Linked DNA regions of Mus musculus: region 1 is linked to region 2. Evidence: chromatin contacts called from public ChIA-PET data. All regions are on one chromosome and are shown on one strand. Each heading gives the region's core, a stretch centred on a gene start, on an enhancer-like site or on the middle of the called end of the contact. The rest is flanking DNA. Distances are from core to core; before and after follow the strand shown. Region 1 holds the start of Mup3 (major urinary protein 3). Region 2 has its middle 30 kb from the start of Mup20.

Region 1 (4,322 bases), core at 1,362-3,861, 64 kb before region 2:
GGAGCTCAGCGGGTGGGCACTTCTCAGTTCTCTGGCAGGAAGATATAATTGTAGAAGAGCAAGAAATGTAGCTCCAGTGTTGGAGACTTGATCATCCAGCTCAAGGTTGGGTGGGGGTTGTGGGGGGTCACAGTCTGACACTGACACATCAGGTGTTTCAGAACTGATGTTGAGCCAGGGTCCATAGTATGTACTATCACTCTGGCTACTAGAGAGACAACAGAATATTTCCTCTCTGGGACATTAATAAAATAAGCCTGTTTTCATTGATGTTCTTCTTGTACCCAAATACACCCTGGCATCATATAAGTGTCTTGAATGTGTCCACAGGCTTTCTGAATGCGTTATTTGTTTAATTTGTTGAGTGTGAGACACAGGTCAAGGGCATTAAATCATTTTCCTATTAGTTTCAAAAATGCTACTTAGTTACAAACTGGCTGTTTGTTGGTTACAGGTAAACTTCTTAAAACCCTAACCCACACACTTTGTCTAGTCATTTCTTGACTCCTTCAGCTTTTCAGTCACATGAACAGTCTACACATGCTAAGGAGTGTTAACATGCTTAGTGACAAGGAAGGTGCCTGAGCTGAAGTCGGGAGTGGAAGGAACTCATTGTTGCTTTCTGCTGTAGAAGTAACTTCTAGTTCATTACTAGAAAAGCAATAGTCCATAGCCAGATGAGGTGCTACCACCCATAATCCCAGCATTCAGGAGGCTGGAGCAGGAGGATTGCCACAGATCTAAGACCATTCAGAAGCTCAGTGTAAGCTCAAGTCCAGTGCAGATCTCACATTAAATAGCTGGTCAGGGCTGCTTTTAACCCCACCACTGGGTAGATGGTGGAGACTGGAGGATTGCTGGGACTGGTGGACATCCAGCCTATCTGAAACACACTAATTCCCAGATTCAGAGGGAGACCCTTACTCGAGGGGATGATGTAAAAATAGATAGAGGGAGACAATTGATGTCCTGTGCTGATTTCTGCATATATTATCAAAAGCATTAGTGTGTTCACAGGTGTGCACATATCAATGAAAAATGGAAGAGGGTGGAAAGAAGAGGAAGAGGAGGAGGAGGAGGGGAAGGAGGAGGAAGAAGAGGAGGAGAGGGAGGAGGAGGAGAAGGGGGGAAGAATGTGATAATCCCCTAGTAGAGCATCTACCAAACCCTTGTAGACCAAAGAGAGCCAGTTGTCATTGCCACATTCAATCTTGGGCCTCACCAACTCCTCTTATTTTAAAGAAACCATGTGCAGTTTCTTTGCTAGTATCTGCCAGTCTGACATGTCTGGAACTCTATAGCACTATCTATTCCTCTTTCCCTATTTAACCATTCCCCCCTACATTGTAAAACATCCTGACCTCTGTAGTGGAGTCAATAAGAACAAAGGCTCCTGAGTTAGAGAGTCTTGGGTTTAAATCTAAGTTCTCACATTGACTGACTATATGACCTTATGCAGTTACTTAATCTTTCTGAGTCTTACTAATACTATGGTAAGAAGAATAAAATAGTACATACCATATAAAACTGATTCAAAGTTGAAGTGAAGCATATCAAGTATTTGCCTCATTCTTGAATTCTTTATTTCCTCACATCAAACAGTAGTTTATGTTTCTAGTTCAAGGGTAAATGAAATGTCTACTGATACAAAATATGTTCCAATTGTAACTGTATGTCTTTGGGAGCATGATTTTTGGCATGATTTGTACTTGGACCTCAATCAGCAAATACAACTTTGCACAATACTTACGTTTTTCATTAATGAGATTATGTCCAGTCAGTTGAATTCCAGTGTTCTCAAAGGTAAACAGTTGTTGCAACCTGGCTACTGACAACAGTTAGGATTCTGAGGTCAGTGCTATCTGTTTAAATTTTGAAGCCTTTTGGGAGGCTACGGCTATTAGCTTAGCCATGGAAGACTTTTCTTGATAATCCTTTTTTTTTTAATTTAAGATTTATTATTTTTATGTATATGTGCCTAAAAGTGTTTATATGTACTATATGTGCACAGGAGGCCACAGGGGTCAAAAGAAAGTAGGTGATTTCCTGTAACTGAAGTTAGAGTCGGTTATGGGATGCCACATGAGTGCTGGTAATTGAACCTGGGTTCTCAGCAAGAACACGTTTCAAAGAATCGGACTCCTTCTTCTGACTTCCACTGCACCAGGCCTGTGCATGGTACTCAGGTACACATGCAAAACCAATGCTCATACCATGAAAAATAAATGAATCTTTTGCAAAAATTGAGTGACTCAACTCCTTCCACAGTCAAGTCTTAAAGCAAAGAATCTCTACATCTTTGACTTTCTAGTGTCAGTCCCCACCCCCTCCAAAACTGACTTTCTGATTACAAGCAAGATCCAAAGTTGCATCTAGTTCCAGATGGCAGCTCTCTAAAACATTCACTGTTCTCATGGGAATATGTTTTGTGAAATGTAAGACTACTAAATCAATCCATAGGTGATGAGATTGCCAAGTTTGAAAAGGGCAGGAATAATCCTTGGCCTATCATCAATAAGTGAAAAAACATTCCACAAAGCCTGACTGAGGTAATGCAGACCCATACGGGAAGAAAAAAAAGTCCACTGAAACCAGAGAGTATATAAGGACAAGCAAAGGAGCTGGGGAGTGGAGTGTAGGCACTATAACCTGAAAGACGTGGTCCTGACAGGAGGACAATTCTATTCCCTACCAAAATGAAGCTGCTGCTGCCGCTGCTTCTGCTCCTGTGTTTGGAACTGACTTTAGTCTGTATCCATGCAGAAGAATCTAGTTCTATGGAAAGGAACTTTAATGTAGAACAGGTAGGATCAGTGAATAGTAATTCAGAATGGGCTTTGGGGCAGAGACAGTATACTAAGTATTTTGACAACTGGCATGAGATCTACCCCTGTGTATGCTCAGGCCTTAACCCATAGTGCGGAGTTCAAATAGAAACATGTCTGTGAGGTTTCCCTGCCCCTTCTCCCCTAAACCTTTTCTTATCTCTTACAGATTAGTGGGTATTGGTTTTCTATTGCTGAAGCCTCTGATGAAAGAGAAAAGATAGAAGAACATGGCAGCATGAGAGCTTTTGTGGAAAACATCACTGTCTTGGAGAATTCCTTAGTCTTTAAATTCCATTTAATGTAAGTGAGATGCTCTTGGCTGAGAAAGAGGAAATGAAAACCTGGTATGGTCTCATGCCTACAAACACACTTGGGGTTGCAGAGAGATAACTCTCAGTATGCACATGTGCACACACGTACTGAGCCTGTATCCAAAACTAGAATGCTCCATGTGACACTGAACCAAGATCTCATAACCAGGGGTTTTACAAAAGTCAGAGACAAGGGTTGGTGACAGGAATTAATTCACTAGGAGTTCGATAAGGAAAGATCAGAGACACTGCTGATACCACATTAATGAGACAGTATATCACAAGTTAAGATTATGTGATCATGAATTAAAATTTTCTTACTAGTTGTTAGCCAAATAAATCCACCCTATTCTACTTGTGTTTTCCTGCAGTAAAGGAGAAAATAATAATTCTCCTCTGAGGATCTGGGAGCCACATCAGGCAACATTACAGAGTGCTGATTTAAGGCAGATGGTGGCTATCTGGCTGATAATCTACACCACTGGCTGAAGCACAGCAATGGTGAAACTTGGAAGTAGTTGCAGTTGTAATAGGGATGAGAAGTGATTGTCGTTTTCTTTTTTAAAATAATAGGCAAATTTGTGATTGCTAAAACATCTGATATAAATAAAATAACATAAACAAAAGCTTTTTGCTAATTTTACAAATAAAGTCAAAAGTAAAATGGAATAAAAAACTGGAGATATATATAGTGTAGATGGTCAAGAAGCCAGACAGATCAAAATCCCTTATATAAAAGATCACTCTATTTTACAGTGTAAATGAAGAGTGCACCGAAATGACTGCGATTGGTGAACAAACAGAAAAGGCTGGCATATATTATATGAACTGTAAGTATATAAAAAGTCTATATATCTATTCATAAGGAGTTAAGTAAACCTTAATACCTTTATCCTCTCTCTCTCTCTCTCTCTCTTTCTCTCTCTCTTTCTCTCTCTCTCTCTCTCTCTCTCTCTCTCTCTCTCTCTCTCTCTCTCTCTGTGTTTATTTTGCTGGAGTTTGAATTCAGGAACTTGCACCTACTAGTCAAATGGGGGCCATCTAACAGCTAACACCCTGTCACAGGCAAGTGGGATAAGTAGGGGGGAGATGGAATCTATATGATACTGCCCAGTTGCTGGCACAGGTGCACATCACTCAGGGTACAGCAGCAGACATTTGATACAGCAAGCTTATAAAAGAT
Region 2 (4,822 bases), core at 2,113-4,612:
TCCAGGGAAGGACCAGCAAAGAGTGCTTGGGACACAGAAACAGGGGAGCAGATGGGACAGGATCCTTTCAGCACCACCTATACCTGGAGGTTGTGCTGTTCCACAGCCCTCTGTACACTAGTTCAGCCAGGAGAGAGCTGTTCTCCCAGAAGTACTGGCACAGGCTTACATGTGTACAGAAGGTACAAGCTCCAGCCAGATACAGCAAGGCCATTTAACACCACAGGTAACCAGATGGCAAAAGGCAAGGGCAAGAACCTTACAAACAGAAACCGAGGCTACTTGGCAATATCAGAACCCAGTTATCCAAACACAGCAAGTCCTGGATACCTCCAACAACTGGAAAAGCAAGGTTTGGACTTAAAATCATTTCTCATGATGCTAATACAGGATTTTAAAAAGGATATTAATAACTCCCTTGAAGAAATACAGGAGAACAAATTAAAAAGGGAAAAGGCTTTAATGAGGAAACACAAAAATTCCTTAAAGAATTTCAGGAAAACACAACCAAACAGGTGAAGGAATTGAACAAAACTACTCATGGTCGAAAAATGGAAGTAGAAACAATAAATAAATCACAAAGGGAGAAAACTTAAGAGATAGAAAGCATAGGAAAGAGATCAGGAGACATAGATACAAGCACCAACAACAGAATACAAGAACTATAAAAGAAAATCTCAGGCACAGAAGATACCGTAGAAAACATTGACACCACAGTCTAAGAAAATGAAAAATGCAAAAAGATCCTAACTCAAAACATCCAGGAAATCCAGGACACAATGAGAAGACCAAAGCCAAGGATAATAGGTATAAAAAAGAACAAAATTTCACAACTTAGAAGGCCAGTAAATATTTTCAACTAAATTATAATAGAAAATTTTGCTGACCTAAGAAAAAGATGCCCATAAACACACAGGAAGCAGACAGAACAACAATAGATTAGACCAGAAAAGAAATAGCTCTTGTCACGTAATAAGCAAAACACCAAATGCACAAAACAAAGAAAGAATATTAAAAGCAGCAAGGGAAAAAGGACAAGTACCATATAAAGGCAGACCTAACAGAATTACACCAGACTTCTCACCAGAGACTATAAAAGCCAGAAGATCATGGGAAGACATCATACAGACCGTAAAAAAACACAAATGCCAGCCCAGGCTAATATGTCCAGCAAAACTCTCAATTACCATAGATAGAGAGACAAAGATATTCCATGATAAAAACAAATTTACACAATATCTGTCAACAAATCCAGCTCTTCAAAGGATAATAAATGTAAAACTCCAACACAAGGAGGGAAACTACACCATAGAAAAGTCAAGAAAGTCATCCAAGAAAGTAGACATCAGGAAAAAAATTGTTCTGGGCCTCAGATTAGAGATTCCCCTGAGTTAAATATCCTTTTATTGGAATGTTCCTATGACATAGGGTGCTAAGCAAGTAGATTTCAGTAACTCCAAGCATCCTCTGATATACCCCAAGTGGCCATAATTTACTGGGTTTCTAAAAGTGAAAGACCCACATCATGAGGACTCCCCCACATTTTGACTCAGGAGAGGCGACACCCCAAATCACACAAGAAACGGTCTTGCTGCAAACTGCAAGAGGACTTTTATTCAAGAGCTCTTGGGCCCATGGTCATATACCACACAGGGGTAGAGGACCATGGCGCCCCGAGTAGCTGGGTAAGGGGGTATTTAAAGGAAGAAACCACAACTCAAGGAAGTGGGGAGGGTGTTGTTGGAAAATACCAAAGATACCAGTTAAGAGTCCCAAGTAAGTGCAAAGTCACAAGAGTCACAAGGAATACCTGGTAATTGTTCTGGTTATCTCTCAAGACAGTTTCTAAGAGCCCTTAACAATAGCACATTTGCATAGTGGGTTCCGGAAATGGTAAGAGTGACTTTCTTTGAATGAACACTCTTTGAACCCTGGAAGCAGGAGGGTGGAGGAATGTCTCTGTTTTATAATTAGCATACCTTTGAGTATTAAGTCACAGAGGTCACATTCCCAAGCCTGGGCCTAAAGGCCTAAAATTTTGTTTTTACATTATACTTTCAAAAGGAAAGATGTGATTGGATAGGAAGGATGGCAAGAGAAATAATGAGCAAAGACAAAGTTCTCTGATCAAGTATCAGTCTTTATTGTATGGCACTGAATACATATGGGAAAAACCACGGACCCATCCCTTTGTTTTGGCTGAGTTCTTTTGTTTGTTTAAGCTGGAATGAGCTGCAAAATAGGCTCTTCAGCAGCTCAGTGGTCTAATAGTTCTCAGTTCTCTGGCAGGAAGATGTAAATGTAGCAGAACCAGATGCCTGGCTCCAGTGTCATAGACTTGTTTATCCAGCTTAAAACTGGGGGCAGGGAGTGACAGTTCCTCCCTTTTTATTTATTAAAAATTACCTTGACTTGGGCATAAAATTTATTAATGTTTCATGTCCCTGTCTGGGAATTATGGTGGCTTGTGGCTGTGCCTGCTTACGTCTGAATGCCTATACTTCTTCTGACCCATCCTGGAGAACAAGTGCAGTTTGTTTGTGTTTAATTGCACAAGCATGGTCTTTTAGTGTTTATAACATACAAACATGGCCTTTTGTCACATGCCTCTGTCTTAGGTTGATAAGAGTCATAGAATCATCAGTGGCCCGTATTTGGCTACTGGAACGCATAACACACCTTTCTCCCATTCAGCCCAAAGCCACAATATGCGCTCAATGCATGTCTTCATAGTGATGAATAACTGCCATATCTGAGCTTTGCTAAAGGTGAAACTGTTTAGAAGTAACCAACCTGCTTAAAATACAAAGTGAAAAGTTAAAAAGAAAAGCATTAAAGTCCTCTGTGGGGATGTCCCATACACTCAATTCAATTGCAAATTAGCAAAGATCAGTCCCAGGGCCTGGCCTTCTAGTGTGGGGGAGGTGGCTTTGAGAATCAACAGAAAAAACTGTTACTTCTCAGGTCAATAGTGGTAAGAGTTAGATAAGCTGGCTGATAAAGATTTTTTAGCTGTCTTCGTAATTGGAATATCCAACATTGGATTTATTTCTAGATCAGTCAGTCCATCATTGAGTCAGAATAACTGGTCACATTAAAGGAAAGAGAAGAGTAATTATAACTCCTCATTTTGATTAATTTTTCTAAGTCAGTTTCGACAGTATCTATGTTCTCTGTCCCACAAGGTATCAAAGCTTGAAGAAAGGCAGCTTAGCATCTCATATCTGGGACATAGGCAAGCAATGGTAGGTCAAGAACATACACTCAATACAGCTTTCCTGTCACCACTGTCAGGGCACTCAGCAAGCTCACAGCTCAGCATTATTCTTTTGTGTCGTCATATCACACCAATCACTCTGGCAGCAAGCATGACCCTGAAACACTCTGCAGAAAAAACACAAACATGCCCTCTTGCCCATCTAAATACCTGATCAGGATCATGCCATATACCAATAAGTAGATCTTTCCATCTCACCTAGGCATGAGTATTCCTAGCTGTAGGATGCTATTGACACGCAGCAAAGAGTTCCTTGGCATCCAAAATTTTAAATTTTAAAAATAAAATGCATGATTTAAATAATGTGCACCAGGATATAATCCTGCTTTTTTGTTTTTTAAGAAGATATTGTTTTAAAGTCCAACAATGCCTTGTCCTTGAGAATTATATAAAATCCCAGTAACAAGGGTAACATTAAATTTTTAACAAAACATCTCAAATGGTTGACTGTAATAGCCCGTCCCATTTTCTGTTTGATCTGATTTGGAACACAAAGCATAAAAAAAGTTAATGTAGGCAATTTCTAATTACAGTTTTAGTTCCTTTTCTTGTTAAAGCAATTACAACTAGAAAGCCTGAAAATGTGTCAATAGTCACATATACATATTTTATGTTTCTAAGATCAGAAATATGAGTGTCCCTTTGCAATAATTGATTAAGTACAAGTCCTCGAGATTTTAACACCATTCATTGGAACAGATAGAAATTGAGGTCTCTGAGAACAAGTCTTTATAATTTGACATGAACATTCTCTAAAAAAAACCAAATTATTATCTCAAGCCATTACTATTTTGATGATGTAAAAAATGAGATTATATGACCAATTGTTCTTGTTTAAGGCCTATAATTTTCCTAAGATACAAATCTGCTGTGCCATTGCCTTAAGGGGTCTTGTCCGGGCAGTACAGGATGAGTTCTTAAAGGTCCAGGGACACTCCTTTAAAGGAACAGTATTTTCTCTTAACTTGAGTTGTATGTGCATAAACAGTTGCAAAATTTGAGAAGTAGCAGTATCTAAGAAAGGAACAATTTCAGCAACTGTGAGCCAATGTGTGTGTGTGTGTGTATATATATATATATATATATATATATATATATATATATATATATATGCTATCCGTATAAAAATTAAAAGTTGGTTTTTCTTTTTCAACATTTCAAAACACTGGCTACAGCACAGAATTTAATTATCTGTGCTGAAGTAGGAAGAAACTCAAAAGAATATACATGTGATCCAATCACATATACTTCTCTCCTATAGAAGAGCTGTTTATAAATACAGTAGATGTACTCTTTATAGGATGCAAACATCAATTTTCAAGAAATAAAAAGCATGCATAGAAGCAAATTTTAACTTATCTTTGTATAATGATTATAAACTTACCTAAAAGTTTACTATGCAATAGGCCAAATATCAATATTCCTCAAAAACCTATTTAATTTCTGTTTGAAACAAGGAATAGGTTTCTTGTCTGGTTTTTAAGACTTTTTTTCTAAACTCCCTTCATGATTCTATCCTACATTATTTTTTATTAACACCATGAC

Evidence for each region. ChIA-PET counts read pairs in DNA pulled down with a chosen protein or histone mark.
Region 1: a contact with region 2 is called in an H3K27ac ChIA-PET map of liver, with 8 times the contacts expected there. The contact joins the promoter of Mup3 here to the enhancer-like site in region 2. A contact is called at or near these places in 5 of 484 Hi-C or Micro-C datasets (liver and nephron progenitors), 4 of 115 datasets of contacts at active chromatin or transcription factors (embryonic stem cells, epiblast stem cells and liver) and 1 of 9 other capture datasets (embryonic stem cells).

Annotation. Positions count from the first base shown.
Region 1 is chr4:62,085,606-62,089,927 of GRCm38.p6, reverse strand. Mup3 (major urinary protein 3) reads left to right here and starts at 2,611. Exons shown (of 7, transcript NM_001039544.2): 1 at 2,611-2,804; 2 at 2,995-3,128; 3 at 3,896-3,969. The coding sequence starts at 2,697. It overlaps Gm12909 (a long non-coding RNA gene), which reads right to left and starts at 1,320. Exons shown (of 3, transcript XR_881342.3): 1 at 1-1,320.
Region 2 is chr4:62,021,856-62,026,677 of GRCm38.p6, reverse strand. It overlaps a transcript of Mup20 not described here. Among named protein-coding and RNA genes, the nearest start is that of Mup20, 30 kb to the left of the region's middle. Within about 2 kb of position 3,362, at least 8 of the 459 cell types and tissues checked have an H3K27ac peak or open chromatin away from gene starts, as enhancers often do. A contact at or near this core is called in embryonic stem cells and liver, where this site is marked.